2 separate regions of the Mus musculus genome follow, and region 2 is linked to region 1. Evidence: chromatin contacts called from public HiChIP or PLAC-seq data. All regions are on one chromosome and are shown on one strand. Each heading gives the region's core, a stretch centred on a gene start, on an enhancer-like site or on the middle of the called end of the contact. The rest is flanking DNA. Distances are from core to core; before and after follow the strand shown.

What was found. HiChIP or PLAC-seq counts read pairs in DNA pulled down with a chosen protein or histone mark.
Region 2: an H3K4me3 HiChIP or PLAC-seq map of bone marrow-derived macrophages shows a contact between it and region 1, with 5 times the contacts expected there. The contact joins the enhancer-like site here to the promoter of Tab2 in region 1. A contact is called at or near these places in 9 of 39 promoter capture datasets (3T3-L1-derived adipocytes, the HPC-7 cell line, HPC-7-derived erythroid cells and 6 more), 1 of 15 datasets of contacts at CTCF or cohesin (CD8 T cells), 32 of 484 Hi-C or Micro-C datasets (the Ba/F3 cell line, CD4 T cells, CD8 T cells and 25 more), 26 of 115 datasets of contacts at active chromatin or transcription factors (the 230-238 cell line, CD8 T cells, DN3 thymocytes and 18 more) and 2 of 9 other capture datasets (liver and macrophages).

What each region holds. Positions count from the first base shown.
Region 1 is chr10:7,954,591-7,957,597 of GRCm38.p6, forward strand. It overlaps Tab2 (TGF-beta activated kinase 1/MAP3K7 binding protein 2), which reads right to left and starts at 1,533. Exons shown (of 7, transcript NM_138667.3): 1 at 1,211-1,533.
Region 2 is chr10:8,064,445-8,067,451 of GRCm38.p6, forward strand. No RefSeq gene overlaps it. Among named protein-coding and RNA genes, the nearest start is that of Gm30820, 86 kb to the left of the region's middle. Within about 2 kb of position 1,482, at least 102 of the 459 cell types and tissues checked have an H3K27ac peak or open chromatin away from gene starts, as enhancers often do. A contact at or near this core is called in CD8 T cells, DN3 thymocytes, the HPC-7 cell line and 22 more, where this site is marked.

The DNA of each region.
Region 1 (3,007 bases), core at 283-2,782:
CAACCCTCTTTTGTACCCAGTGAAATTCCTAGCAAAATTTGAAGCTGCTTCATGAGCAACATCTCCTTTGAGTAAGCTAGGACACAAAGCCATTCCTTTTATAAAATGGCAATCAACCTAACCCTACGATTTGGCACTTTACTAACTTACCCAGCACTGACAAAATGGATGCAAAGCTAGAGTGTCTGGCTGCTGCCTCGAATACTGCATTTGTGTCCAAGAACTTTCCAATGACTAGAAGCCCATTTACCAACAGCCTGCAATGCTTTTGGGAACCCGAACTTCACGGAGACTCGAATAAAAGCTCCAGGAGGCTGCAAGTCTCCACCACTCTCCTGAAAACCCCTCTTATCAGAAACATTTGAAGAATTCCTCCATAACAATTAAGCTGACTTGAATGGAAACTTAGCATCTCAAATATACTATATATGGAATGAAACTTGGCCAAACACGTAAATACAAACTCACACGCTCCCTGACACTTTCGGCCTACAATTATGAGCCAAGGATTCTACAGCATCAGCAACAGACAGATCCACCTGTCACCTGTCAGCAACACCCAGGGACCCTTGTTAAGTCTTCCTCTTCCAACCACTATCTCGGGGCAAGAAAATCAGAGTAGTCCTGTGGACTCTAAGGGGGCCCCAACCTCTTCACAGCGGGGCGTGCTGCCCATTTGGAAGAAGGCTGCAGACAAGCAAAATCGGAAAGCAAAGCGAGAGAGGTGCTTCCTCTTTACCCTGCACTTAACTTCCCCGGCTCTCCCTTAACTCGCGGGCCCCGAAGTCATCGTTATCCAGACCTGGGTTCCCCCAAAGGCGTCTGGTTCCCTCCCTCCCACTTCCAGATCACAGGCCTGGGGGCGGACCGGGGGCCAAGGCACCCCCACCCCCGGCTCTCTCCGGCGCTGGGCTCCGGGGCAGGCCCGGTCCCCCTCCCCCGACGCCCCGGAGCCCAGGCCAGGCCCCAGGCTCCCCGCCCCCACCCTCCCCGCAGGACTTGGGGGGCCTCCCTGCGCCTCGCCACCGCGGGCAGGACCCGGGCGGAGCGGCGGACGAAGGCGAGGAAGGCGCGGACGCCCCGCTAGGGCTTCGCGCGCCAGGCAGAGCCGGTCCCCGAGCCGCTGCAGGCGCGGGGAGCCGGGCTGGGGGTGGGGGGGGTGGGGGGTGGGGAGGGATCCCGCCGAGGCCCCGCAGCGCCGTCCGCTTACCCTTCGCCGCCGCCGCGGCTTCCCCCTCCTCCTCGTCCGCCGCCGCCGCCTCTCCCACTTGGGCAGCCGTCTCCCCCGTCGTCACCGCGGCCGCCGCCAGCGCCGATTCCACCCGGCAGGGGGGACACCTCAGCCCTCCCTCCCTCCCCGCTCGGCCCCCTCCGCCCGGCCGCCGCCAACTCCCTCCGGCCGCCGCCGCCGCTCGCGGCTGAGGGGGAGGGGAGGGGGTCGGCCTGGGGCGCCCCGCCGCCGGCGCCTGCCGCGGATCAAAGCGATGGCCGGGGCGGCGTCGCCGCGGCCCGCTGCTCGGCTCCGGCTCGCACGGCCGCCCTGCCTCCCTCCGCCCCCACCCCCCTGCCGCTCGCCTGCCCTCCCCCCACCCCCCCAGCTCTCGCTCGCTCGCCCGCTCGCGCCGCGGCTCCGCCAGCCCAGTCCGCATCAAAATACGGCCACACAATATGGCGGCGCGGCGGCCGGCAAACACCGCGAGATCTGAGGCGGCGGCCGTGACGAGGCCTCCCTCCGCCGGGTGGCGGGGATGCTCTGTCCACGCCCCACCTCCGCCAGCCGCCGTCCCCACTCCCGGCTCGCCGTGGCCGGAGGGGACGCGTCCCGGCGCGGGCTGAGGAGGAGCACGCGGGTCCCTCACGCTCGGACGGGGAGGGAGGGAGGGAGAGAGAGAGGAGCCGAGCGGTGCGCGCGCCGCCGAGGGCCTCGCGGCTCCGGAAGCGGGTGGCGGGCTGTGCGAGCAGGGCGAGCCGTGCGAGCCGGCGGCCCAGCTCGGGGAGACGGGCGGGACCCTGCAGGCCCTGACGGGCCGCGGGGCAGGTGGGCCTGAGGCGGAGGCGAGCGCCGGGCCTGCGGGGCTGCGGGGCCGCGAGCCGGACACACCCCCTTGGAGCCGGGCCGCGCCCAGGCCGCGAGCTACCGGGTGACCCGGGAGGGACGGCGGGTCGGATGGAGACCGGGCGGTGCGGGACGCGTCCTGGAAGCCGCGGGACCCGAGCGGAGTTTGGCTCGGCCGCTGGACTTTCCTTGATCAGCAGTGGGGGCCCGCAGAGAGAACGATCTAAAGAATCAAGCGAGTCGTTGCGATTGTAACTGCACGTTCCTAGAAGACCTAGAAGCAGAGCCAAAGACACTTTAGCTTCGAGGGGAGACGCGGGGGAGGGGACACTTCTGGTTTCTATCTTCTTAAAGATGTGCTTCGTTTTCCCTCGGGGTGGGGTGGGGTTGGGTGGTGGTGGTCAACGTTCAGATGTTTCTCACAATGTAAAATATTTTAAAATCTTGGCGGTTTCATATGGCAAAAAAAAAAAAGGCTTTTTTTTTCTTCTTCTTGACCCTGTCCAAAGTGTGCATATCGCTGCCAGTTTCTTCCTTGAAGAAATTCATACTACCGAAAAAAATCCGGAAGGACTATTTTTATTATTCTGTTATCAGTATAAGCTCCATAGGTGCTTATTGCTTATTGTTTTTAAAGCCCCTTTTTTAAACACTTAAAACCCTTTCACTTCCTTTTTACACTCAGTTTTACAAAGTACCTGAAATATTGGGGTTTAGCTCTACTTAAAAACTTTTAGCCCGCCAGAAGTCAGAGTGCTAATGATTTACAACATTGGAACTTTTAAATTTTTCTCTCGGTTGACATTAAGAAAGTAAAAGTATATACTTTGAAAAAGTGTTTTTTCTGTGTTCGAAGTAAAAGTAAATTATAATTCACATAGTAGATGCTGTTTTCATTAATTCACAGTAACAGACGCCATTGAGCCCTAATACTACAGTTCTCTGAGGAAT
Region 2 (3,007 bases), core at 232-2,731, 110 kb after region 1:
CTAGCCCTGTCATGGACATGTTCTCTTTTATGTCATTTAAGTGGCATTCCAAGGCAGACCGAGTCAACAAAACCCATAATCTGCCATCCTTATGCTGCATCCTGCATCCATGCATCATGTTCAGCATCCCTGCCTCTTCCTGCCCAGCAATGACTGAGCACCACAAATATAAAACAAAGAAAATAACCATATTTCCTTTGCTGAGGATGTAACTTTTAACTTCCTTTTCATCAATTGATCTAACTTGTCAAGTTAACTGAAACACTTAGGCTTAGCATCTTGCCTACAATGATGCCTGGATTCTTTTTCTTAAGAGTTTATTCTTGGGTACCAGCCTTTAACATCCTAGCTCTGGTGAAACAAAGGCTGGAAGACTGGTGCAATTTTGAGAATAGCCTGGGCTATATAGCGAATTCCGTACCAGCCCTGGCTATAAAGCTAGATCCTGTCTCAGAAAAATAAAGCATAAACAAAATTCAGCAGTTATATTATGAATTAAGCATATTACATTGCCTCTGCATATAGGAGCAATGCTATTTAGTGTTCTTTATAGCGTTCCTTGGATCTTCAGCTCCCTCACAGCTAATCGAGTTCTAAGAGGCTCTAGAACTTCCAAGACTGCTTAAACAACAACAAGCAAACTTAAGGTAATAGCAGGAAAATCCGGTACAAATTGCCTGGCATGTGACCCACTAGCACTGAGAAAAATTAGTAATAGAATGACTGGTTATTTGGTTTTCAGACCACCCAGGTTTAAAGTAGCCATGGAACCACAAAACTTTGCTAAAAGCTATCTTCTTATTGTGGGCAAAGGACCAGCTATTTAGCTATTACTTGGATAATCTTGTGTGATTGGGAAAACAGAAGCAGCCTTCTGATGTATGATCTCCCCTCCAAGGATTCAGAGAACTTGTTATTTTGAATGGCGTTCTTACATGGGCATTGGTGGTCAAGTACATGATTTTGAAGACCTAAAAGCAAAAGAGGAAACAAATCATCAAGATGTATGCTTCTATCTGTTTTAAGTAGCTTTTCCTCCCTGCTTCCATAGGCATAAGATGATTTCCTTGAAAACCCATTTGCCAACGTTCATTCTGACATCTTCCACTCATATCTGCTCCTTCAGGATTTCCTCAGCTAGGCCTTTTATACCATGACCTGAGATGGCACAGTAGGTATCCACCTATTTCTTGGCTGGCTCGTGCAGCCTGTACTGGTTTTGTGGGATAATCTTGCTCATTTCTAACATTTAAACTGGCAACATTTGCTTGATTTTATTTGAAGTTGTAATCTTTACAATACATGCGTTGTTTCAAAGCAATGGCAATAATTGCCTGGCTTCTGCTATGCCTGCACCTTAAAGCCCATAATACGTTGCAAATGAGAACTCTTAGCAAACTTGGCCTCAGGAAACCCTTAAACAGAGAACTGGTTCCATCTGCTGAGACCACTTCCGGGCTCCCAGAGTGAACAGAAGCTTGGCTTCCTGTGAGATCTTACAGTTGCTTCTGCTTCCGCTTTCCGGTTCTAGCTGGAGTGTGGTGCACGCTCTTAGCTCACTCGGGGAGCAATGTCTAATTGGTAGCAGGCTGCCAGGCTCTCCCAAAGCCCAGTATACATGCTATGACAGTGACCAGTGCTGCAGTGCAAGGGGTCTGATACTCATGCAAGACTCCTTAACCGAACTCTAGACTCAGTTTCCCTCCGGTGTTCTTCATAGCCATTCTTCCGTGATAAGATGTTTGAGGCACTTAAAGCTTTCTTATTCATTCCCTCAAGAATAGCTTGGAGCACGCATCTCACATGCTCCTCTTTGAGAAAGCAAGATAGAAATTACAATAATAATAATAGTAGTAGTAACAACAACAACAACAACAACAACAACAACAACAACAACAAAAGGCAACATAGTCCCTGTAGGAAAAGGTAGGACACTAGTACCCTGTCCCAACCACTTTGTCCTTATCTTTCTCATACTGGACAAGCAAATATTTATTTTCTGGGGCCTCCTTTGCAGCTGAGAGTGGCCATGTGACCCAGTTTAACAGGACAAAATGAAATCAGAGCTAACAACTCTTCTCTGCCTTTATGATCAGTACCCTATCTCTGTCCTTATTTTAATGTTTATATGATATTTTGTGGTATGTACATACTAGGCCTATCGAGACATTCCCCCAAATGATAGATTGCTGTCATTTCCTCTCATAATCCAATAGTGTCATGATGAACATCCTATTTCAATAAACATTCTCAACCTTGTGTATTGGTGCCTTTCTTACAGGACTGAATCTCAAATACTGGTTAACTGTCAGAACTTACACATGTTTATGTTTCCAAAGATATTGAAATATATACACATTTTTAAAAATAGTGATTCTCTTCTCAATAGCTGTATGTAAGTGGACTTATCTTTCTGCTTTACCAATGGCTCTTTTCAAGTTTTCCATTCTACCGAGTAACAATAGGTTATTAGGGTATTTGAATTTCCACTTTCCTGCATCTTTTTAAAGATTTGTTGACTGGGCAGACATGGGTCCACTCTGGCATTTTCTTAATGCTTGTTCTTATTTGTTCTCATTCCTCATGCCTCTTCTCTGTGCCATTTCCTCTTGCTGGGGCCTCCAGTGGCCCACTTCTGCTTTCCTGCCACGTATACATGATAAAGATTCCTATCAGCCTTCTCTCCCTACACCCTCTTAAAACTTCTTCTTCTGCTTTTATGGCTCCCTTTGTAGTTTCATGACCTACACACATACAGAAATAAGTAAACAGATAAGCAAACAAAGAACTGAAGTCTAGATGGTAGAAGAAAAGAAACAATAGCATTTGTCTTTCTGTGCCTGGATTATTTCATTTAACGTCCAGTCGCATCTGTTTCCTGCAAATGTGATTCACTTTTATTTATGGCTGAATAAACTTTGTGTGTGTGTGTGTGTGTGTGTGTGTGTGTGTGTGTGGATAGCTAGCCCAGCTCTATATTTTAAGGTATTATTGATAGTGCAGCAAT